Linked DNA regions of Sus scrofa: regions 1, 2 and 4 are each linked to region 3. A link is a contact called in public Hi-C and promoter capture Hi-C data. All regions are on one chromosome and are shown on one strand. The core of a region is the stretch at or near the end of the contact, and the rest is flanking DNA. Distances in the headings are between cores, read along the strand shown.

What was found. Promoter capture Hi-C pulls out the DNA fragments that hold promoters and counts their contacts. Hi-C and Micro-C count contacts between places; a contact is called where the count stands out from the background.
Region 1: a promoter capture Hi-C map of fetal liver shows a contact between it and region 3, with 2.3 times the contacts expected there. The contact joins the enhancer-like site here to the promoter of JMJD1C in region 3. A contact is called at or near these places in 2 of 5 promoter capture datasets (fetal liver and liver), 4 of 47 Hi-C or Micro-C datasets (embryonic fibroblasts, fetal heart ventricle, heart right ventricle and 1 more) and 1 of 2 datasets of contacts at active chromatin or transcription factors (skeletal muscle).
Region 2: a contact with region 3 is called in a Hi-C map of subcutaneous adipose tissue, with 2.3 times the contacts expected there. The contact joins the enhancer-like site here to the promoter of JMJD1C in region 3. A contact is called at or near these places in 1 of 5 promoter capture datasets (liver), 13 of 47 Hi-C or Micro-C datasets (brain, embryonic fibroblasts, fetal skeletal muscle and 7 more) and 2 of 2 datasets of contacts at active chromatin or transcription factors (alveolar macrophages and skeletal muscle).
Region 4: a contact with region 3 is called in a promoter capture Hi-C map of fetal liver, with 3 times the contacts expected there. The contact joins the enhancer-like site here to the promoter of JMJD1C in region 3. A contact is called at or near these places in 3 of 5 promoter capture datasets (fetal liver, fetal skeletal muscle and liver), 3 of 47 Hi-C or Micro-C datasets (epiblast stem cells, heart right ventricle and skeletal muscle) and 2 of 2 datasets of contacts at active chromatin or transcription factors (alveolar macrophages and skeletal muscle).

What each region holds. Positions count from the first base shown.
Region 1 is chr14:66,830,620-66,837,065 of Sscrofa11.1, forward strand. The region is part of intron 1 of JMJD1C (probable JmjC domain-containing histone demethylation protein 2C); the gene reads right to left. Among named protein-coding and RNA genes, the nearest start is that of MIR1296, 14 kb to the left of the region's middle. Within about 2 kb of position 4,067, at least 2 of the 83 cell types and tissues checked have an H3K27ac peak or open chromatin away from gene starts, as enhancers often do. A contact at or near this core is called in fetal liver, where this site is marked.
Region 2 is chr14:67,156,685-67,163,198 of Sscrofa11.1, forward strand. No RefSeq gene overlaps it. Among named protein-coding and RNA genes, the nearest start is that of JMJD1C, 190 kb to the left of the region's middle. Within about 2 kb of position 3,182, at least 49 of the 83 cell types and tissues checked have an H3K27ac peak or open chromatin away from gene starts, as enhancers often do. A contact at or near this core is called in fetal skeletal muscle, liver, mesenteric adipose tissue and 4 more, where this site is marked.
Region 3 is chr14:66,965,553-66,971,767 of Sscrofa11.1, forward strand. It overlaps JMJD1C (probable JmjC domain-containing histone demethylation protein 2C), which reads right to left and starts at 1,359. Exons shown (of 26, transcript XM_021073644.1): 1 at 1,190-1,359. REEP3 (receptor expression-enhancing protein 3) reads left to right here and starts at 516. Exons shown (of 8, transcript XM_001925659.6): 1 at 516-1,033. The coding sequence starts at 1,002.
Region 4 is chr14:66,723,870-66,730,185 of Sscrofa11.1, forward strand. JMJD1C (probable JmjC domain-containing histone demethylation protein 2C) reads right to left here. Exons shown (of 26, transcript XM_021073644.1): 3 at 822-935. Among named protein-coding and RNA genes, the nearest start is that of MIR1296, 93 kb to the right of the region's middle. Within about 2 kb of position 1,467, at least 35 of the 83 cell types and tissues checked have an H3K27ac peak or open chromatin away from gene starts, as enhancers often do. A contact at or near this core is called in alveolar macrophages, epiblast stem cells, fetal liver and 2 more, where this site is marked.

The sequences.
Region 1 (6,446 bases), core at 2,817-5,316, 130 kb before region 3:
TACTAAAGACAGAAAAGATGTTAAAAAAATAATTTCATATAAATTAGATAACAGGAGCTCCCATTATGGCTCAGCAGTAACAAACCCAACTAATATCCATGGGGATGCGGCTTCGATTCCTGGCCTTGTTCAGTGGGTTAAGGATCCAGTATTGCCGTGAACTGTGGTATAGGTTATAGAACGCAGCTTGGACCTGGCATTGCTGTGGCTATGGCATAGGCCGGCAGATGTAGCTCTGATTCGACCCCTAGTCTAGGAACTTCCATATGCCACAAGGGTGGCCCTAAGAAGACAAAAATAAAATAAAACCCACAAAAAAAATAGTAAAATAAATAAATTAGATAACAAAATAAGGAAGCCGGGCCTTTTTTTTTTTTTTTTTTTGTGCCTGCACCTGAAGTATGTGAAAGTTCCTAGGTCTGGGACTGCACTTGAACCATAGCAATTACACCAAATCCTCAATCATTAGGCCAACAGGGAACTTCTACACCTCTTTTTAATTTCACCTTACACAAAAAGTAAATAAATGTAACCATAATTTTAGGTTACTCCAAAAGTTTAAACTTTTATTAGCATTATGAAGAGTCAAAATTAATAGGCATTTATATGAACCAGCCCAACCTTAAATAAACAATTTCGAACAATAATTAATAATTATAAGAATTATTTTAAAGAAAGTGGTTAATCTTAAAAAATAATGAACTAGGGAGTTCTCTCGCAGCTCAGTGGAAACAAATCTGACTAGTAACCATGATGATACAGGTTCACTCCTTGGCCTCATTCAGTGGGTTAAGTACCTGCCATTGCCGTGAGCTGTTGTACAGCTCACAGCTGTGGGTTGGATCCAGCATTGCTGTGGCTGTGATGTAGGTCAGCAGCTACAGCTCTAATTCAACCCCTAGTCTGGGAACCTCCATGTGCTGCAGGTGTGGCCATAAAAAAACAGGTAAGAAAAGAAAAAAAGAACTAAAAATTTGGAATTAAACTTGAGAAATATCCTGCCATAATCCAAGGTATAAACAACTTCAAACAACATAAACTGCTTTTGTTATCCTCTCTTTTTAATAGATATGATAAAATCCAACCTTTTAATTAATAAGTATTATACTCTCTGTAGTTATATTAAATTTGCTATGGTGAACTAAAATCATAAGGACAAGTCTATAAACAAATCTAATACATATTCACAGCAAAACAATGTAGTACTAGAATGACAATCAAAGCAAATAAAATTAAAATATACATTATGACATATAAATCTAGGTTCTGAAAATTTTAAAACGGTCTGGGGATGAGAGAGGTAATGTTTCATCTCCTAAGGGTGCATTGAAAGCTCTACCACAGATAACCAGTATTATTAGTAATGATAATAAAGGCAACACCAGTAACAACAAGAAAAACCGCACAAGTAACACTTGAATAGCGCCTACTGTGTGCCAGGTACATATATTAAGCCACTTCATCATTAATATACCCAGTAAGTAGGCACTATTATGAACAACTTTTTCAAAAGTTTAAACTGAGATACAGAGAAATCTGATGCCAAAGGCCAAGCAGCAAATAATGGAGTCAATGAAAACAATAAAATAGCTTATAAGAGGTCTAATAGTCATAGAGCAGGATAGTCCCCTACAAGCTGATACACAGAGCTTGTAATTAATCGCTGAACAGAAAGTATGTCTAGGTAGCTAACTCCTTTGCAGCATAAAGGTAGATGACCAAACACTAAAAATGGCCTTAAGATTTTCCACATTGAGTCCCCACATTAGATCCTAGGGAACAAAATAAGAAAAAGAGTCAAAGATAGCAAATAATAAAAGAGACCAATCTAGCTTTCAATGGCTATATTGCTTATTCCTCTTCTCTATAAGTTACTTACCTAATAATCTTATTTTTATAAGACTATTTAGTGAACAAGATGCATCAAGAATTGTAAACTATTTGAAGATGCTTAGGTTTTAATTACCTTCTTTACATTTAACGAAAAAGAATTACATCCCTATCAAGTAATCTAAATTCTTTATTATAAAATTGAGTATCTTCTGGATAAATTATGCATAGTATTTAATATCAATTATGAGGATGATGATTTCTGAGTCTGCTTGTAATGCTTTAACAAAATACCATACAGAACAGAAATTTATTTTCTCACAGTTACAGAGGCTGGAAGACTGATTAGAGCAGGTCAATTTATGGTGAGAACTCTCCCCTTGGTTACACAAGCCGCCTTCTCAATATGTACTGACATGATCACAAAGATAGAAAAAGCTCTCTGGTCTCTTCTTATTAAAGCACTAAACCAATAATGGGTGTCTCAGCCTCATGACTTCACCTAAACCAAATTATCTCCCAAACACCCCATCTCTATTACTTTATAGTGGTTGTTAGAACACATGAATTTAAGGGGTCACAAACACTGGGTCCATAACATTACTAATGACAGCAGCAGCTGAAATTTGAGAGCTTACACACTATTGGTTGGGTAAGGTTTTATGAAAGAGAAAAATAAACCTTAGAGAAGTTATGCAACTTACAGCTTTTAGACAATTATTTAAATGATACACAACTGAAAATGGCTAAATTTAGAAGTTCTCTGATTTTTTTGGTAGCACCAGTGAAAACACTAAAAAATGCTGAATGGCTAAAAAGGAGTAAAACCATCAGTTAAGTTCTTTTTTAGCATAAGAATGCATTATAGAGGGTACAGTAATTTCTACACAATACAAAAGATGAGGAAGAGAAAGAAGGAGCTTTACCAAACAAGGAGGAAAAAGCCTTCTAGGAACAAAGATTCTGAGAATGCTTTTTTTTTTTTTTTTTTTTTTTTTTTACTTTTTAGGGATGTACCAGCAGCACACGGAGGTTCCCAGGCTAGGGGTCAAATTAGAGCTATAGCTGCTGGCCTACGCCACAGCCACAGCAATGCGGGATCCGAGCACTGTCTTTGACCTACACCACAGCTCACAGGAATGCCAGATCCCTAACTCACTGACAGAGGCCAGGGATCGAACCCGCAACTTCAGAGGTCCTAGTTGGATTCATTTCTGCTGCGCCACAACGGTAACTCCTGCGAATGCTTTTAAAGCATGGGAACAAATTAACATAGAGGACTCTTCTATGGGTTAAGAGAAAAGTGATTCCTGGGAGTACTTCCCAAAACTGAAGGCTATAACTAAAGAGTTTAAAAAAGAGAAGGACAGCAGCTTAAAGAAAAACCCAAGTTAAATGCAAAGTCCTAAATATTACAAATGCTTGTTAATAAATCCTCAAAATAATTTAGAAAAAGATTCAAATTCTGGTTTTGTTCTTTTGAAACACGATCAGAAATGGTATTAAATAAGTTTTAGGAGTTCCCGTCGTGGCACAGTGGTTAACGAATCCGACTAGGAACCATGAAGTTGTGGGTTCGATCCCTGCCCTTGCTCAGTGGGTTAACGATCCGGCATTGCCGTGGGCTGTGTTGTAGGTTGCAGATGCGGCTCGGATCCCGCGTTGCTTTGGCTCTGGCATAGGCCGGTGGCTACAGATCTGATTCGACCCCTAGCCTGGGAATCTCCATATGCCGCAGGAGTGGCCCAAGAAATAGCAAAAAAAAAAAAAAAAAAGACCAAAAAAAAAAAAAAGTAAGTTTTAATCAAAAAGAGGACAAGTGCAAAAGCTCCCATAATAAATCATTCCAATCTAGGAGTACTTTTTAAAAGACTGAAAATCTTCCAATATGAAAATCAATCATCGTCTAAGTGTATATTAGGTTATGATTTTTTTCCTTAGCAACTGATCACTAGCCTCTTAAATTTAGTCCTAAAGCTCCACAGTTTTGAAAATTTGTGCTGGCAGTTTACTTTCAATCACCTAACTGGCAATCAATTCTCAAAACTTTTCTGCTTCCATTACTACTACCAACTCCAAATCCAATGACTCCTTTCACCTTTCTATTCCAACTACAAGATACTTTGTTCCTTCCTGAAATTTCATAAAAAAACTGGGTCTTTCCTCTCATGTCTATAACAGACACTATGCTATGTTTTTGTCTATAGCCATGTGGTCTTTCATTAACTGAGCCAGAAGATAGTGGAAATAGGCAGTTAATCCATTAAGTAGCTGAGGCAACTCAAAATCATCAGATATTCTTTACACATTTGGTTTTCCAGATAAGTAACTTCTCAAAGAGTTAGCCAGAGGTAAAATATATTTCTGTGACACTTGGAATAAAAAAATTAGGTATTTCTATTCCTTATTTTCACACTACTAAAAATTACTTCTGCTTTAACTTTAATTTTTTTATTGTTATTTCCCTCCATTTACCTTCCGAAATAGACTTTTAAGAAGTTACCATAGAAAAAAAGACTTGTGTAATAATGTAATATAGTATATATATACTACACATATGATAACAATGTCGAGAACATTCTTTCTTTATACACTTCATAAAGAACTCAGTATTGGGGGACTAGTAACAGATTCATAAACCTAAAATATGCTTTTGTTGCTCAACTGAACTGCTCATGTGTATGTTAATAAAATAATTAATTGGGATAAAGAAACACGATACTTACTTTACCAATGAAGAAAGCTAAGTAATAGAAGAACCTATTTTTTAACGAGGAAACAAATATATTTGTGCAAAAAAGTACTGAGTTCTAAATATATTATTTTTATGTAGGGAAATACTATTGCTCTATTGCTGTTTATCTGAAATACAACAGAACTAAAAAAAGTGCCAAAAGGCTTCTAATGAGCCAAGAAAGATGTTACAAATTCCATTCATTAAAAACAAATGCATTTTACCCAAAGGCAAATTCTCTCATCTTGGGTCAGAGCTTATTACACTAGTATACAGATAGTAATAATAAACCACATTATATAGTTTCCAAATCTAAAGCAGATTATAAAAGCAAAACAGGGAGAGAGCCTCTGAAGATATGCTTCCACAGCATTCTAAGAATGATAAAGTTTCATAAAGACGTAATAAAATCTTTTACCACAGGACTCAAAATTGGTCAGAAAATATTATCACTGTATTATAATTCAATATTGAATGGGTACTTGTTTAATGAAAAAATACACACAGAATATTATTTAAAAAAAAAAACCTCGATCATACACTTTCATAGCAAGATATACTTTGTATTTGCCTCGTTGAACACAAATGAAATAGATCTGAGAATATTTAATGTTTGTCCCTCCTAGCACTAAAATAGCACTTGTAATAATGAGTGATACAGAAAGTCTAAATTTATATCCAGAATAGTTTCAGATAAATTTATTTCTAAAATTATAGTTGATTTACAATGTCTATATATGTATATATAGTTGATTAACAATGTCTACATGTGTATACATACACACACTATTCTCATACATGAGCAAAAAACACATGCACACACATTTATAAATATAAATGTATATACACACACGTTTCTCATGTATACATGAGAAAAAGCAAACTTTTCTCATACATATTTTCTCATACATACGTGTGTGTATACACACACACATATTTTTTCAATCATGTTCTATCACAAGTGATTGAATACAGTTCTCTTCTCTATATACAGCAGGACCTCATTGATTACCTGTTCTTTTTTTTTTTTTTTTTTTTTTTTTTTGCTATTTCTTGGGCCGGATTCGTTAACCACTGCGCCACGACGGGAACTCCTACCTGTTCTAAATATAATAATTTGCATCTACTATCAACTACTAACTACTATCTACTACTCTTAGACTGTCCCCTCTCCCCGCTTGGCAACCACAAGTCTGTTCTCCATGTCTGTGAGTCTGTTTCTGTTCTGTAGATAGGTTCATTTGTGCCACATTTTAGACTCCACATATAAGTGATACTATATAGTATTTACCTTTCTCTTTCTTACTTCACTTAGTATGAGAATCTCTAATTCTATCCATGTTGCTGCAAATGGCATTATTTTATTCTTTTTTATGGCTGAGTAGTATTCCATTGTGTATCATTAACACATTTTCTTAACCTATTTGTCTGTCAATGGATAGTTAAGTTGTTTCCATGAATAGGCTATTGTGAATAGTGCTCCTATGAAGTAAGAGTCCACGTATCTTTTTGAATTGAAGTTTTGTCTGGATATATGCCCAGGATTGGATCACATGGCAATTCTATTTTTGTTTTTCTGAGGAACGTACATACTGTTTTACTCAAAATGGCTTAAAGATTTAGACATAAGACAAGAGATCATAAAACTCCTAGAAAAGAACATAGGCAAAACATTCTCTGACATAAATCACACAAATGTTTTCTTAGGTCAGTCTCCCAAGGCAATAGAAAAAAAAAAAATCAACAAATGGGACCTAATCACACTTACAGATTTTGGACCGCAAAAGAAACCATTAAAAAAACGAAAAGGCAACCTACAGAATGGGAGAAAATAGATGCAAACAATGCAACCAACAAGGCTTTAATCTCCAAAGTATATAAC
Region 2 (6,514 bases), core at 1,932-4,431, 190 kb after region 3:
CAACAGATAAATCAAAGGAGTTGCCAAATAACCAAGGGTCAGAGCACTTTGGAGGTCCCCAGATTAGTTACTTCTGGACATGCTAGGGCTCTGTCAACTTGCAGCTCTGCTCCAGCTGCCTTCTATAGCTTGCTCTCACTATTCATGTTTGAAATGGCAGAAGGATGATCCATTAATTGGTCCACCCATGGCAGGTGTATCTTCCCTTGGATGAATCATCTCTGACAGAGGAGCTAGGTACATAATTCCTACTAGGAGAATTGTTAAGAGCTGGCAACATCTCAACAACTGTGTGTGCTACCAAGACCATTTGGTTTGTTTTCCAACTTCTTTCCCCTACAGCTCCAATCATAACAATGTTTTTATCTGTCCTGTAGATGAGTGCGTCTCCAAGTTTTATGTTCACATGATTACCTGGGGGATCTTGTTAAAATTCAGATTCTAATCCAGCAGAACTGGGACATTACCTGAGATTCTGCATTTATCTGCTCCCAGCTATCAATCATGCCAGTTCATGAACCACACTTTCAGTAGCAAGACTCTAGATGATTTGGCTGCCTAACTTATATACATTCCCTTTTCCCCCTCTCCCAGTAGCACTAAGGTCTTTATCCAGGTTTTCACTTCTACCCCTATACTGTACTGTCATGTATTTTGGGAGAAACAGAACAAACTCCCACCTCTAGTGATGGATACCAACTGGCTTAAGCCAGTCAGTTATCCAATGTTATCTCCATGTCCTGGAATCTAGAACAGTGGATGGCAACTAGTAGATACTCAATAAATATCTGTTAAATGAGTACATGAATTGATTTGATCATATATGACATGAGCTTATATGATGAAGATAGATTTAGGATACTGGCTTGCAATGATCATCTGGAAGCCCCTCTTGCCATCGGATGAATGTCTGAGACCTGACTATGACTGACAGCCTTCCTACAACTGTTAGAGACTCAGCTTTAGAATGAAGCTAGCACTAGTGAAGGCAGAGCAGAGACAGAAATAGGCCACTGATAACACATGGAGACATTTGGTTAACTCAGTGTTCACCCCAACAATGATGTGAACCAAAAATTCTCTTCAACTTTAAAGCCAACTTCAGTTGGATTTTCTGTTACAACTTAAAAAATCTTAACTGATAATGAGGAAATGTTCTACACTACTCTATTCAATTTTGGAGCAATGTGGGTGCCTTCATGGCTCACCATGGTCAGAAAGCAGCAAGGTCAGAAAGCATTTCATAACACCCTATGGTGTGGATTTAGAAAGAGGCTTTACTGAAGAAACTTAGGAAGTGTCTGCAGGAAGAGCAGAAGTCTGCAATCTCAGTGTCTTATCTGTCTACTGGAATATGGAAAGTTTATGTTTTAGGCAAAGGATCCTACTTTCAGGTGTTTTCCAGATATAGAAAGTTAGGGACCAACTTATCAGCTGGGGTACACACAGATTCTGGGGCATGAGGCCATAAGAGTTAGGTGTTAGACATTTTCTTGAGCTGTCCAGGAAAGCAAGTTTTTCAGCCCTCGAGATGTGAGTCCTGCAGGGAGGACTGCAGCTTAACTGACTGGGATGGGGAAGTAGCTACCATAACTATAAATTTGGGGTAGCCCATGCCACTGGGAGAAGGGAAAGGCTCTCCTTGGCCTGTCCAGGCTACCTAAAGGGACCTCCCAGAGTCATTTCCAGACAATTCTGCTTATCACATACTCTAACCTTGACTCCTGACCTAGCCAGTCATTTAAGATCCTTCACATGCTTCACCACTCCTTTCGGAATAAAGTCCAAGGAGTTTTTTTTTTTTTTTCCCAAGACAATCACCATCAGGCCTAACCTAACTTTTTAGTCTTTCTTGGGTCATCTCTACCTTAGATTATGAACTGCAACTGTACCAGACAACCTCCTGTGCTCCAAACATTTCCTGTATCATCACCTCTCAGTGCCGGGAAGACTTCTGCACTGTGCCTCTTCCTGGAATGCATCTTGCTGAGCACTCTGCCCACTAAATTTCCTCATGATCAAAGCCTGCTCATCCTTTGAGTTTTAGCTCAACGGCGACTCTCTCTGGGAAACATTCCCAGCTCTTTAATCCCCATACCCAGCATAATTAATCATCACTGCCTTTGAGTTCCCATAGCACTCAGTTCACACTGCAGCTTAACACCTTGTTAAGCAACATAGCAGTGGCCTCCCCTAGATTATGAGTTTCCTGAGCATTGAGAGCTTGTCTTATTGGTCTTAATGGCTTAAGCCCTACTGGGCTGCTCTCCATAGGACTGATCCTGCTGGCCCCACTGTGGGATCCTGCCCTTTATTCTCATTAGGGAGCTGCCTAAAGGCCAAAGTTTATTGAGAAGTTGTACAAGCCTTTCCCTGGTGATAAGAGAATCTAAAGATGGACTAGGTGCAGCCTTTTGAAATGCTGGAATTTGTGACCAAGCTGGAGAGGCCAAACATGTTTGGTGGGGGACAAGATTAGGAAGAGATCAAACTTAATCTTTTGGAAAAAGTTCCTAGATGGTCAGTGGGACTGGTTGCCTCGGAGAAGAGCCACCGAGCCACTGATACAGAAAATGATCTAGCATATAAAAGGAACAGTATAACGCTTTAAAAAAAAAAAAAAAAAGATTTGCCTTTTTTGACCTTTTCTCAATATAATTGCTGTTAACTTTATTATTAAAGCTGAATGCCCAAGGTATCAGGAAGCACTCCTAAAAATGGCTGCGAATGCTGCCATTCATGGATTTGCCCCCACCATTTGGATATAGTGGTAGAGGATTTCTATTTCCACAGTCATGGTGCCTTGGTTGTTCTAGTTAGAGTACTAATGATGGGCACTTAAATTAGACCATACAGAGTTATGGAAAATCGCCAGCACTTTCATTTTTATCAGGTCAACAAACTTTAGGGGTTTGTAGCTATTCACCTTGACCTCTATGGGTTTTTAGAACAACAATATAATGTCCAGAATGATAAGAACAAGCAGATGATGTGGCTTTTCTGAACATTTATTCAGTCACCTCAGAACACGCCTAAGGTAGGCTGCTGCCAAAGTACACAGGCCACTGGGTGTGAGCCTGCCGGGAGCAGAGACTGGGAGTCTAATAGAGCTGCTGGCACAGTGACAGTCTGCAGGCCCAGTCTGGCCTGCACGGCAGCTGCACAGGCTCCTGGGACCAGAGCCAGCTGGTGGCTCATGGCATTGGTTTCTGGGTCCTGGCTCCACCCCAAGACCAGCCCAAGCTCCTTAGCCCTGAGCTGGCAGCGGCTTTGTTCTGACTCCAAGTTGAAGTTCAGCCCCCTAAGCCAGAAGATGAAGGCAGGCCCTTGCACCCTAATCTATGCCCTCCTCCCAGCCTGACATACAGTCTGCTCCAGGCAGGCCTTAGGGCCAGAGGGAAGGGCTGGTCCTCCAGGTTTAAACTTGGTTAGCTTAAGAACTTTTCTTATTTTTATTTTTTTGCTTTTTAGGCCCACACCCATGGTGGTTCCCAGGCTAGGCGTCTAATTGGAGCTACAGCTGCCAGCCTACACCACAGCCACAGCAACTGGGATCCGAGCCACGTCTGTGACCTACACCACAGCTCAAGGCAATGTCGGATCCTTAACCCACTGAGTGAGGCCAGGGATGGAACCCGCAACCCCTTAGTTCTTAGTCGGATTTGTTTCTGCTGTGCCACGAAGGGAACTCCTAGCGTAAGAATTTTTATAGTGGTGTTGCCCTCTCTGGGAGTCAGGGGTACACATCTGTGTTGCCACCTGTGCACTGGGCCCCAAGTGGGTATAGAGATCACAAAGGATAGAGCAAAAACTTGGCAGGAGATTCCCCTGACCCTGACCAATCCAGGAACATCCAGAAGGCAACTCAAAAACTAGATTTCATAACTGGCCTTATTTTCATAAGAAGTGTCACCCCAGATCAGGGTCTCCTAAAGACAGAATGGGAACAGGAATAGCACAACATTCTCAAAATAAGATGGATTTCAATCTCTATTAGCATGTTTCACAAACGCTCCAAATAAAAACATCCATGCTCTTAGTCTTCTGCCAAGTGTGTCTAAAGCATCTTTAGAACGTTTTGATATCATTAGTGACTGGAATGGGCAATCTAAGTAAAAGCAGAGTGCTTGCTATGCAAATAGGCTGCCTCATCCCCGAGCCATCCAAAGCTCCTCCCCTTCCGTGTGGAACTCTGAAATACAGAGTCTTTACTTGCATGTTCTCCCCTCGTGTTTCAGGCTAACTCTCCCAGATTGTGAGATACACAATAAAGGAGGGGAAATTATTTTCAGTGCTTCCCTTTTACGAACTCTTTTTTTGGAAACCACAACCTCAGATCCCAGCAGAGGTTCCTGGGGGCTTTAAGAACATCAATCAGTTACGCAGCTGGAGGCCAAGGCTTTCCTCAGGGAAGACTTTTTACATAAAACAGATTGTACTTTGTCCTTGCCAGGGCAGACAAAGGTTTAAATTAAATATGCAGCAAGCTGCAGTTGGCTGTTTGCCACAGCCTAGGGGAGAGGGAAGGGAGATCTTGTCCCTACTCTACTACCTTTTCTCTGTACAGTAGCTACTTCTTTTTCCTGATTTTTTTTTTCCCCCTAGTAGAAGAAACCTGGAGTTAAGTGACCTGGTCTCTGGGCTGGGCTTTTCTGCAAGTTCACTGTACCATATGATGTGAGTTCTTTAGCCTTCTGGGAACTCAGTTTCCTCTTCCTACAATGAAGAGTTTGAGAGGATTTGGAATGGTTTTTTCCATATTTAACCTCCTAAGTTATTTCCAAATTATCAACAGATACCCCAAGCCTTACCTATGAGTAATGTGTTCTCACTGGTCCTGGGGTGACTGGTGTCAACTTAAAAAAAAAACCCAGCACAACCTAAAACTTGAGAATTAAGTTTGATTTGGGGCAAAATGAGCACTATAGCATGGGCGGCAGCGTTTCAGAGAGCTCTGAAATACCACTTCCAAGAGTTAGGGGGCAATGTCAGTATATATGTGATTTTGGTGAAGCATACATTTACAGAAGGTTGCTGCTAGTCACAAGGAGCCAATGTCAACGTGAAGAATTTTAGCGCTTTTCTAGATATGAGGAGATGCAAGAATTGGGCTTATAAAATCTTCTGAAAATATCTAAGTATCTTTAGTCCTGTTCTGCTAGTTTCCCCAGAGCATAGAATGCCTCCACCCTGAGATCCTTTCAGGGGGTGTTGAGGGTCAGCAGCTGTAGTGGCTCATGATTCAATCCATGTAGAGGCAAGTGCCAGTCTCCAATTCACACTGGGGTGACCAAGTTCATTTTTCCTCAGACCCAGGGACCAGAAACGCCATGTTATGAGAGAAAGAAGCCCCATAAAACTTGATAAATAGCAACTGAATCTGTGTCTCAGTTTTCGGTGCAATTGAGACTGACTGGGGTTGTTATGAATTGGAGAGAAAAAGCCCTCAAAAATGAGGTAGCTTCTACCTAACTCACTTCAAACCAATTACTGCCACTTTGGAATGTGAGCCACTGGGGCAGCCAGTTCTTTATTTTAATGTGAAAGCTCTAAACTTTTAAATATTGGCAACTAATTAAAAAAAAAATCCTTGCAAGTTTCACAAAAATAGACAAATAGGAACATGGACTAAATTCAATTTGAAGAGGGTCAGTTTGCCAGGTTCATGGACTTTAAGAAGAATTTTTGTCCTCTCTATCTCACAGAGCTGTTCAGAGAATCTGCGTATTTAAATGTGCATTGTAAGCTGCCAAAAAGTGCTATAGAATGGTAGAACCTTAATAGGTTGTTCAATCACATTTTTCAATATAGAAAAGTTCCACTGAAGAGTAAGTTTCAGGAAAACAACTTTACCTACATTCAGGTTCCCAATGAATTCTTGGCCTGGGAGCTAATGGTTCTTTTTTCCTTTTTTCTTTCTTGGTTAAAAATACTTTTTATTATCTACCTCCATGTTAAAAAAATTGATTTCATGTATTCTACTCTGGAGGAAGCATACTAAAATGGAGTGTGTATTTAAACTCCAGAATTGTACGCTGCATTCTGTAATAATGGTAGCCTTTTAATGTTATTAGTATATTTAATGAACATATTATTTTAGCAGATAATTGAATGTTAAGATTTGTATAGGGTAATATGCATTTTAGTCAATTTTTCTGCCATTTGGATACATGTATTCTATAATACTATAATAATTGCAACAATAAGTCTGCTAAAGACAGTAAATGAGAGTTTTGTTCTTTTCATACTGAAGTATCAGGCATAGCCTTTTTTCTTGAGAGAGAAAGAATCAAATGAAAATGGGATTTAATCCTTTAAACATTCATTTTAGTGGCTAGATTACCTCTTTTCCTATTTTAACTGTATAAGAAATGCAAATTTTGATTTCAAGAATGTATATAAATACATTGCAACTGGTCTAAATTTATTCAGCTGTTATGCAAGTAATATTTGTTTAGGTAATTTATTGGGAAACAAGATAAAATCATTTCTTGAAATGCCATGATATTACCAG
Region 3 (6,215 bases), core at 109-2,608:
TCTTCTCAATTTGGTACTACCACCAAAAAATTGAGTTTAAATTCCATCTCTTCAAATTATGACACCTCCAAGAACTGTTAGGTGTAAGCAGTAATTCAACCTACCAAAAAATAGGTGTAAATCGCAGAACAGGTCAGGAATTCTAGGCCCAAATTTTACTTTGTCTATCTGGCAGATCAGAGGAGTATCTGTAAAACAGGCTTTGCAGATGCTGTAATGGAAAGGTGCCCTAAGAGGCCCAGAACAGCGATACCAGTACACCTACTACTGCAAACTTGAAATCCAATGCTTGCTCCTTCTACCCCTGCCTGCATTACACCACGCACCAGAAGACTCCTGGTACACACAGAAGCCTGTGCACAGAGCCTCTAGATGTTTGCCTTAAAAAGCGGTACTTCGAGGATGCCCCAGGCCTAGGACAACAGTAAGAACACCGGATATAGCGAAACATCTCAAAATCGCTCCTCTCCAGAACCTAGGGCCTGGTCCAGAGGATTCTACTGGACAGAGTTCCTGCCACTATTTTGTTTTTCACTCAGGCACTGACAATCCCCTTCCTCAGCCTCCCACCACCTCCCCTCTCCTCTACGCCAGGTAGGCGTCCCAGGGATACTAAAAGCAGGAAGTGGGAGGTGAGAGTGCAGGGATCCCGGCCACGAGGCCTTCGGGTGCGGCTAGGGGTCCCGCCAGCTCAACCCCCGGAGCCCGGCCGCCCAGACCGGGCCTCGGCCAACGCGCCGCGGCCGCCGCCTATCAGCGGAGCGCAGGGGCGGGGCCCGCTGGCTCGGCGACGGCTCCTCCGGCAGGCGGGGACGGGCGGGGGATCGACCGCCGCGCAGCTCCGGCCGCCGCGCGCAGACACCGGGCCCGGCTCCCGAGGGCGCCAGCGCGGCCCCGGGGAGCGCGAGGAGCCGGCGAGCGCGCGGCCTACCGTTGACGGCCTGGTCCGTCACGCTCGGCGCCCACCCACCCTCCCCGGTGGGGTCCAAGCCCCTGGGAAGATGGTGTCCTGGATGATCTCCAGAGCCGTGGTGTAAGTTCCGCTCACGGCGCCCCTCACCTCTCCGCGAGGCCCGGGGTGGGGGTGGGGTGGGACAGGGGCCAGGAGAAGGGAAAGCCCGGGTCTGGGCAGGGTGGGCTGGCCCGACCTCGGGCCTGCCCGGGAACTGGGCGCCCTCAACCTCCTCACCCTAGTCCACGTCGCTGCGGGGCTCCCTGCGTCGGACGAGGGCCCGGCGGCTGCTGCGCGGCCCAACTGCGTGCGGCTTGTCGGCCCTGCTCCCGCGGCGCTGGGTGGGCAGGCGCGCAGGGCAGGCGGCGCGCGCTCCCTGCTCCCGCTCCCCGCGCTGCGCGGCACCGCCCTGCGGGCCCGGGAGCGGCGCGCCTCGCGGCGGCGCCCTGCGCAGGCTCCGCAGAAGCTGAGCGCGGGAGGCTCTGGGATCCTGCTGAGGATGCCGTGGCAGCGCGGATCCTTTGTATCCTGCGGCTGGTGCGGTGCGGGGTTCTCTGGGCGGCTGATTGCCATTCGGTCACGTGTGGTAGGAGGAGAGATTTGTCTAAAACCCCTCGACCGCTCCCATTTCAGATCCCTGGAAGGGTCCTAGTTGACCCAAGATTTACAGCTTATCGAGAAAGGAGCTCGTTACTGAATGATGGCACCCGCCTGCTCGCCCAGATCCCAGAATTTGGCCCTGTCTTGGAGGAAATATTTGTAAAGGGATTGAGAGGCTGCAGGTGCCTGTTGCCTTTGTTCAAATTATCAGTTCATTGTGCTCTTACCAAGTGCTGCAGGCCCATAAGGAAAAAAATTAGTTGAGTTGTGGTGTTTACTCTAAAGGTACCAGTTGGCCTACAGTTTAAACTGGTTTCCTCCCATTCTTCCCAGCTTAACCCCCTTCTCAAAAACAAAAGTCACTAAGTCAACAGTGACGTAGTTACAGCCAGGGACTTGTGGGTTCATTATTCATGATCTCTGTAGGAGTAATATAATCTCGGTACTTTTATGAAATGTTTTTATGAGGTGGCAGGCTTCTCTGATTAGCTTTGTAATGTGGGGGAAAAAAAGTTACCAGATTTTTTGTTTTGTTTTGTTTCTCAGTGGGGAGGAGCTAATTTTTCTGTTTGTTTGGTTTTATTTTGTTTGAGAGTGAATCAATTGCTTAGTAGTCCTGCTCACCCTGATTTATGATAGCATTCAAAATGTGTCATTTGATTGTATTAATGCAGTTTGTTCTTCTTTGGTACAGTTTCTAGTTTTAAATCTCCAGAACGTCCTGTGTTCATTTGTATAAAACTGAAGATCAAGAAATAAAAGCATACCACAGATGTTTTCAGATTTTGATTTATTTATTTTTGCCTTTTGGGGCCTTTGAATATTAATTTTCATAATACAGGAATACCTTTCCTGGCCTACTAGATGTCTATCAGTTCTTACTTCTGTGCCTGGAAAATCAAGTGTCCTATTAAGAGGCTGTACTATTTTTTTTTTTTTAATTCTCTGTTTTGTTTTTTTTTTAATCCAGTTCTTTAATTTATAGTTAGAAAAGATTGTGAAGCACTTTTAATTTGCATTACTCAAAATCAGATTTTTGGTTTTGATCACCGGCTATGAGTATTAATGTCTTTTCTAGATGCTCTCTGTAAACACAAAGTTTAATAACACATAATTGATCTTCACGGAACTGACAGTTCAAATACACTGCTATCTGCAGAACAGGTCAAGTGTTCTAAGAGTTACACTCAGTGCTATAGTGTTTAGGCAAGGAAGGGATTCTATCTGGTTGGAGAATCAGAAAAAGCAAGATTACATTTGAGATGGGCCTTAAAGGACAGACCGAATTTAGACAAGCCAAAGATGCAAAAGGAGACGATTCCAGATAAAGGGATCACTTCGAGCCAAAGCACAGAGGAGGGAAAGCCCAGATTAGTTACTGAAGACTTGAGGGACTGGGGAGAGAGGAAGCGGGAAAGGTAGGCTTGGCCTGCTTTCAGGGAATTTCAGGAAGAAGTGATATTATTAGGCAGCAGTGACTTTGCTTTGGTAGACTCTCTCCTTTGTGTGAGATGTTTGTAAATGGAGACTCTGAAGACTGGAGCAGTAAAAGGGCTCCCTAACTAGGAAAAGGGGGTTCAAGCCTGCAGTGCTACCATCTACAGAGTTGAAAACAAAGGAAAGGGAACAAAATAAGGAGAAAAGTTCATAGAAATGTATTTATCAAGTGTCAGGAAATCTATTTTACAAGCCATTGAGCTATTAGCATATGAGAAAACACACAAGTCAGGGAATTATATTTTGCCCCTCTGCTTCTTAGTTTCTCTTTCTCTAATCACTGAATTTTTTTCTACTCTCTTGATCATACATGAGAACATAAAGGATCAACCCCAGGGTCTACACAAACTTGGAAACCTTTTTAACACCAGCAGATAAAACTTGCTTAAATTCTTTCTTATCCCCTGGAGCAACCAAGCTAGTCAGCCTGAAGAAAGATCAGACAGTTCTCTCAACATGAACCTCTTTGGCATGTGTATAGAACACAAGGACCCTCTTTAACCAGAGCTCCCTGTGTACACAAGCACTTTCTCCCCAGACCTTGTGGCAGACTATTTCCGGGAAGAGCATTGGCTTGGAAATCAGACCAGGATGCCAGTTAATAGCTGCATGGCCCTGGGCCACATACTAAATACAAGCATCTTTGTCCTTGTCTTTTTTTTTTTTTCTTTCTTTCTTTCTTTTTTGTCTTTTTAGGGCCGCACCACAGCATATGAAAGGGTCAAATCAGAGATGCAGCTGCTGACCTACACCACAGCCATAGCAACACCAAATCCAAGCTGAGTCTGCGACCTACACCATAGCTCATGGCAAAGTCAGATCCTTATCCCACTGCACCAGGCCAGGGATCAAACCCGCATCCTCATGGATACTAGTAGGGCTCATTACCACTGAGCCACGACATGGAACTCCTAGTCATTATCGTTGGAAACCTGGAGTTTAGAACTGGCTTTGGTTGTATTAACCAGCTGAATGACCTTGAGTCAACCTCTTACTGATTACAGACCTGTTTCTTTCTCTACAGAGATAAAGGTATCTGGTAATCTCCAAACTCTTTTATATAGCTATAGCATTCTGTGATGCTCTGAGAAGATTTTTCACTATTTCCAGTCTTAAAATCAACTCACTTTAACTTGACAGGCAAGATTGAAAGGTTAGTTTGCAATTATAAAGGATAGTAATCCAAGATTCCCAAATGTATTATATGTGATAAAATATGTAATACCCATAACTTACCTTTTAAAACATGATTCTTAGAGGTTGAGGGGAATCCCATTTTTCCAGATTTTGTTAATTTGTGTATACAACATAGCATGTGGTTAAGATTGGGACTTAAAACAGATGGCTGGATTCCGTGGTGCAGTTAACGAATCCGACTAGAACATGAGGTTGCGGTTCGTCCTGCCTTGCTCAGTGGTTAAGGTCCGGCGCATGAGCTGTGGTGTAGGTCGCAGACGTGGCTCGATCCCCCTGTGGGTCTGGTGTAGCCGTGGCTACAGCTCCAATTCAACCCTAGCCTGGAACTCCATATGCGGGAGCGGCCAAGAATAGCAAAAAAAAAAAAAAAAAAAACAGATGGCCTGAATTCAGGTATTAGCTCTGCCATTTAGTATTGGCTATAGCCTACGCCATGGGATTAAATGTGTTCATATAATGTCCATTGTCCAACATCAGGTAAAGTTAAGTATTCAGTAAGTGTTAGTAGTTATCAGAACAGGTAAGAACATAGTCCCCTATAGTCCAGCAGATTGGATGTTTAAACTATTTCCAATTTACATTTTTCTGTCTGTGTAGGTAACAGTTGTAATTAAGAGTATAGTTTTTAAAGTTTTTTACACTGTTATTTATTATTATATGGTAAACGTCTTCTGGATTGCTCTGAAATCTTATATCTTCTATTTGATCAGGCCAGTATTCATAATTTTCATAGCCATTCTTCTGGTTTTTTTTGTTTGTTTTTAGTTTTTCTTTTAGAACACTTCTAATATTTCATTATCATAGTTAATGCTATAATGTGATTATATTACTCATTTATATATACTTTTAAGTGCTTCGTTAGGGTAAATATCCAAGAGGAGTATTTCTGAGTCAAAGGCTATGAATATTTTTTTGACCATTGATAGCAGTTACTAAATTGCTATCCAAAATGATTTACTTGCTACCAACAACGTATGAATACTGTCTTTATCACAGTATAGCCAGATTGGGAGGGTTTAATTTTTTTGTACTTTCCTAATGAATATAATAGACCTCATTGTCTTCTTTTGCATTTTCCTTCTCATTAGAAAGGTTTAATATTGACACTAATATTTAGTAATTGTCATATATTAAAGTCCTTTTCAATGCAAGTATTGTTTCTCAGTCTAACTATACTTCTCTTCAGGTATTTTATTTTTAGTTATATAGAGAGTTCATAGTTTTAATGCAGTTCAGCTTGCTCAATTTTTTTTACTTTGTGATTGCTTTTTTACTAATAAATATAAAGCAGTATTCTACGGAGTTCCCGTCATGGCACAGTGGTTAATGAACCCAACTAGGACCCATGAGGATGTGGGTTCGATCCCTGGCCTCTCTCAGTGGGTAAAACATCCAGCTTTGCTGTGAACTCTGGTGTAGGTCACAGATGCAGCTCTGATCTCAAGTTTCTGTGGCATATACTGGCAGCTATCGCTCCGATTCAACCCTTAGCCTAGGAACATTGATATGCCACACCTGGGGCCCTGAAATGTAAAAAATAAAAAATTAGGAGTTCCCGTCGTGGCGCAGTAGTTAACGAATCCGACTAGGAACCATGAGGTTGCGGGTTCGTCCCTGCCCTTGCTCAGTGGGTTAACAATCCGGCATTGCTGTGAGCTGTGGTGTAGGCTGCAGACACGGCTCGGATCCCGCGTTGCTGTGGCTCTGGTAGGCCAGTGGCTACAGCTCCGATTCGACCCCTAGCCTGGGAACCTCCATATGCCGCGGGAGCGGCCCAAAGAAATAGCAAAAAGACAATAAATAAATAAATAAATAAATAATTATTCCAGATATTTGATTTGTACTACTTTCTCATATAGAGTTAAATTTGGAGACTTCCTTTTTAATTCATACATCTGTATTTCCCTTTTTACACTATAATACACTTTTATTTTTCTTTTACCATAGTTTTATTATCCGGCAGTACTAG
Region 4 (6,316 bases), core at 217-2,716, 240 kb before region 3:
AGCTATTCTGAAATGAAACAGGAATACTGACTTCCAGCTGCATTAAAAAAAAGTGGAACTAGTTCCCTCAACACAATTATTACAATATCATAAATATTTAAGTAAAAAGGAACCTATAAAATGTATTGATTTAATTCAATCTAAAATCCAAATATACAAAGAAAACAAACTTATGTGCATTTTTACTCCTACCCTGAAAAAACTAACAGAACTTAACTAGAGATTTAAAAAAAAAAATTTGGCTTACTACTTTTGATGAGTTTCTCCATATGATTTAAATCTAAAAACCTACCAGGAAAATGTTTTTCCAATTAAGTGTACTTGTATTTAAGGTGTAACAACTGGAATCTAAAATTCAGAAACCGAACAATTCAATAAATGACAATTAAAGGAGAATTTCCACTTAGAAAACGAATTACTATTATGCTAAACTGATATGTATGTGTATAGTAAACACTAATCTCATTTAATTACATTAATTGACCCAATTCTTAATCTTTAGAGCTGGAGACAAAGATAATTTATACTACTATCTAACCAGTTATTTTCTAACAATGAACTTTATTTAGAATGGCAGGGGCTTTTATTTGCTCACTTGTGCATTCTCACCGACAGGATGGTGCCTGGTTCATAGTAAGGTCTCAGTGTATATTTATTGATCAGATAAATGAATCATTTATCCTATAATTAAAATTTACCAAATGTATTGGATTCCTTATATACCTTGATGGTTAGCTAGAACTGAATATTCAAAAGAGTATCTGAGTATCAGTGAAGTTTAATAAATCATTAATTTTTAAAAGCAACTTAAACTTTCTTACCTGGTAGGGCTGGAAGGCACTATCTTCAGTTAAAAAATCCAGTTGTTTATCTACAAGGAATTCTACCGCGGTGATTGTACTGGGTACACTTTTTTCAACCAGAGGTTTGAAAGTCTGTTAAGATAAAAAAAAATTCTAATGGTTACTTCTCTGGGTTTCATTCTCAAAATGTGAAGGCGTGTATATATATAAATACAATGTATTACAGTCATTATCATAATGGCTTTAGGACACCAATTAATTCTAGTTTTCATATTATAATCTAAAGTGATGCTTTTATCCATACAATATTTCCCATTTATTGAAAAGTAACGATGTAATTTTAAAGGATGGTATGAAAAAATTCTAGGGTATTAATAGGCCTCAATTTATTTTTTTTAAATATACATTTGCATAAAAACTTATGCTAATTAAAACAGAAATTGTTTCTAAATAAGTAAACTGAGTAAGAGAGCACATTACTCCAATTCTTTAAAAAAATTATAAGTATTATTCTTTACAAAAGAGTAGTTATGATTTATCTGTACCGCTTTTTTTCCTAGCTCATTCACATCAAGAAGGATTTTAAATGATCAGGATGCATCTGGTCTTCTAACTCCACCCCATGTACTACTCACCCCCGCCCCTGCACTGGCCCCAAGCACAAATAAAAATCCAGCTGCTTCAGTAAGAGCAGTATGGGGGAAGGGTGCAGGAAAAGGAGGGAAGAGGTATTACACAAAAACCACCTTTCAGTAAAGTTTCACCAGATCTTCACCACTAAAAAATAAAACAAAGTAAAACTGGGGCTGGGGGGGACAGAACATAGAGGGAGGATCCAATACATGGTCATTCGATTATTTTAAAGATGACACAACTTTTACATAAAGGAATTTACTCATATCTTGGGGTGGGGGGCGGGAGTGAGGGAGGCAAGAAAGGAAGAGGAAGGAGGAAGAAGCAAGAGGAAGAGGATATGTATGCATATATGACTACCGCACTCACTTTTGAAGGAGAAACAGCATGAATAAAAACCAGGTGTATTACACCCACAGTGCTATTTTATAACTTAAAAATGTAAACAATATTCTACTAAGTTAAAAACACATAGTGGCTTAACTATAAAAGAATCTAAGTTTGAAAATGAAATAAACAAGCAACTCAGTTTCTAAATTACCTATATCACACAGGGAAATCTTTCTTGCTACAAGCAACTTATGTGACCATTTGGATGCAAACCAAAGCTTTCAGCACAGACAGTAAAAACCCCCAGGAGATCCAAAGCCACTGTATTTCTCGTTCTCTTATTTATGTCTTAAAGAAATCTAACATCTTGCTAATCACAACTAATAAACACTCTTGGGAAAAACTTTTCAAGATCTTTAGTCAGAGTTGCTCCTAAGGAGTTAATTTCTCTAAGAAATTATTTTTAAAGCTTTCACTTCGATTGAGGAGTCACTGAGGAGTGTTTTGAAAAAGATAAAAAACACAGGAGAATAAATAAGCATTTTAAACAGGCCTTATTTCTACACGATCCACACTATGAACTTACATATATCCTTCTATGATACGTGTAACATAAAAAATCTTTCTTACGTCTCCATATATTTTCATTATTTACAATTAGAAAATCTAATCACAATAAGATCCTCCCTCCCGTGTCCTAGTGCTAACTTTTTAAGTACAACATATGTATCAAAAGTATTTTTATTTGAGCAAGAAATTATATTTTCAAAACAGACATTTCCTGATTATTTAGCTATCTCTAGCTACTGTTCCCATGTAAGAATAAATTCCTTGAATTATCATTTCATAAAATGCTATTCCATTTTACCTAACAAGTGACTATAGTCTGTAAGAAATCCAAGAGCATTTATTTCATTTAGACTTTAAAAAGTCTACCAGTATGTGTTAGGTGAAATATGTAACATTTTCATATTATATCTTTGTTTAGTTTTTAGTAAACGAAAGAACACTGGAAACACCTCTCAAGAGAAATTTTAATCCTTGAACTTATCAAATGCTCCACTTCTTTTTATACAGTACCAAGTAAGGTCAACTTGTGAAGGTTAACAAAAAGGTCCACAAAAGGTATTATCTAAGCACTAAAGATACAATTCAATTAAGTAGAATTTGAAAAAAAAAGTAAACCTCTCCAGTCTGAAAGCCTCTTTCTTACGCAAATAATACAGGTGGTTTGCATTTCCTATGAGACCTAGTCATTTTATAATATGAAAAACATTCTTGTGAAGAGAATCTCTCAGAACACTGCTTTTTAAGGTAGGTCAGAGTTCTCAGGGTAAATTTCAACAGGCCAATTTATCATAATTTAAATGACCGAGTTAGGGGAAAAAAAGAGGTTTCGTTTCTAAGCTAAAGTAAAAAGAAATTCTCATTTTAAGATATCTAATTGAAAGTCATTGGTTGAATTTAGCTATCAGAAATGTTAAAAAACTATAAACTACATAATGGTCTATTTCAGATACATGAATACTTATAATCAATCATGTACAAATGGAGGTCAAAACTGTACCATGCTTCTTAAATAGCAAAGAGAGCCACGACTTGTAAATTTTAAAATGTGCAATTATATTTAAAACACAAATATGTCCCCACCGAGTACTGATAAACTTTGAGTACTTGATAAAGAAATGTTTCAATATATATTAAAATAAAAAACCCTAAATATATGTGACTTATTACTTTATGGAAAAAATAAAGATGACAACATTTAAAACTAAAAGTTAAAATACATTCTGATTCTTTAAACTGGCAAATCAATGATGTGACCATTATTAATTTTTGTATCCAAGTCAAATACATTTCAAAGACATTATTAGCTTAAAAATAAAAAAGATATTTAAATAAAAGCAAATGGATTCCACAGCTTTTATGATGAATCTGTAGTAAATATTTCATGGGTCTAGGTGCACTGGAATGTAAAGAAACTAGAACTCATGCATAGCTAAGTAATTCAAGACTAAAGATACACCATTCTATGAGGAACTTCCACAGCCTAAGGGGAAGCTATGAGCTACCATCTGATGAAAGTCACAGCAGAATATGGCCTTAATCACAAAAAGACTATTATTCCAATGCTGAAAAAAAGCCTCTCAAAATCCAGATTAAAATTACTAATTAAAAATTGAATATTCATAGATGGAACAAAACACTTTCTTAATTTTATTAATGGATTGAGTTCTTTCACGGCCCTTTCTGTTAACTGTACTTTATAAATAGTATAAAGCCAAAATAAATACTTAGTTGAGGGCCTGCATTTCTAGTAGGCCTACCACGCTATAGGAAGAATGCTTAGAACAACTGTATCCTGTTTGGGGCTCCATGCTGCACCACATTCCATTCACATGAGGAAGAGGCGAACAGATGAGCCCTCCTCGAAAAAACATTTTTTAAATAAATCAGCTACAGTTCTCAAACAAAACTCAGCTGCTCAAACAAACCATGTTAAAGCTCACCATTTAACATTTAACTGAAAATTCACAGAGTTTATGTCTGCAGTGTGAGTTTCTAACAACCTTCGGTTAACATTTAACAATTCCTTTTCCAAGTTAAAAAAAATCAGGCTCATTAACTACAAAAATCTGATACAAATCTCACTAAAGAAAAATACTAAAGCAGAAAACTAGGATACATTTCAGAAGTCAAGGTTTAGTCTAAAAAGAATAAAAAAAAAAAAAAAACAAAAAAAAACTAGAGTGACTCGAAAGAACAAAGTCCAAATTCCCACCCAAGCAGGTCTATTGAAAAACACGATACTGTTAGAAAACAAGTTGGGGGTGGGGACAAGAATACACCACACACAAAAAGCCTCACAAAACAAATACCCATACTTCCCTTAAAACATTATATTCTAAAATTCTAATCTAAAATATTTCTGCTATAATACTTTAAACAACTGAGTTCTAGTTTTTAATTTAATCGTTACAGTGTTATGAAATTACTACAGACACAATAATCTCTTTCTAAACAAATGAAATAGTTAAAAAGTCTTAAAATAAGAACGCTAAGGCTGGACCTATAAAAGACAGCGACCTTAATTCTAAGGCTGAGAAGCAAAACCAAATGTAAATTAAGACAAAAGAAAAGGGAAGCAGAAAAATACAAACCGTACTTTGTTCTTGAGAATTTTAAAGTATCTTTATATCTCAGATATCCACGACAAGGCTTTAAAGGTCAGGAAGTATAGCTGACATTTCCATTTTGTTCTTGAGCAGTATTTTTTAATCTAACCTAAACACTTCCTTAAGTCTTCAAAAATCACAGGCAAATGGCTCTCAAATCAAGCATTTCTGAGCTCACTTTCGGCGGCGTCATTGTAGAGTAAGAAAAGCCAAGACCACAGAACGTAGCAGAGGCTGTAACCTAACAAGTCTCCGACAAGCAAATGACGATTTTCTGTCTGCTCTGGCTTGGTCCCGGCAGTGATGAGGATTACAACTCGCTCTTTGTCATCAGCGCGGTAGTGTTAACGACTAAGAAATCCTGCAGCTGAAGCACTACTGCATCCTCCGATCTGGGTCAGGATAATTTCTCTCGAGGTCGCTTACATAACCAGTAAGATACTCCAAATAGAGAGAACAGCCATCCATCAGCTAGAGAAAGCCTTTTCCCACTGTACTCCGTCTGTGTGGAAACACACTGCAGTAGCTTCCAACAGTGCAGACACCCAAATGAGACGGACTACTTGGCTTAGGGCACACTGAGAGAAGGGAAGAGGCGGTGCTCTGTAAACTGTAACTAATCCTCCGTCACAGGTGCTGATGGAGTCACTTCCAGCACGAGTCACATTACTGGTGATTACTCATTTGGCTGCGCCATAGAGACTGGCTCATAATTTTAACAACAGACAAAGACAGACTAGTGGCGAGACTGAGAGCTCAAGTTTACTGTCTCCTTCATAAAGCAAATGCAAATACAAAGTTTTTGCTTTCCAGATTTACCAAGGTGAGAAAGTACAGAAAACAAAGTATGTATCTCTTGAGTTCTCAAAAATAAAGTATAATGTTAAACCATCAAAAATACTTTCAGTGTGCTGTCAAGTAAAGAATTTTAGAGTTTAGTCATTTCTCCTTAGAAATATACTTTTTTAAAAGGCAGGGAAAAAAAGTCTAAAGCATTTTTGGAATAAAAATATAAGTAAAATCAAATGATATAATCAGCAATCTGACACTTTACTCAAAGGAAAAACAAACTGGTAATATTTATTTACTGGCAGATTGAAAAATATTCCTGAAGCATTTTCATTCTTTATAAAAACAATCTGGCAGATGTAAACTATTATACAGAGAATGGATAAACAACAAGGTCCTACTGCAGAGCATAGGAAAATATATTCAATATCCTATGATAAACTATAACAAAAAAGAATATTTTAAAAAATATATATATAAAACTGAATCATTGTGCTGTGCAGTAGAAATTAACACATTATAAACTGACTATACTTAAATAAAGAAATTTTAACAGACCTATTTACACAGTTCAGTTATAAAAAC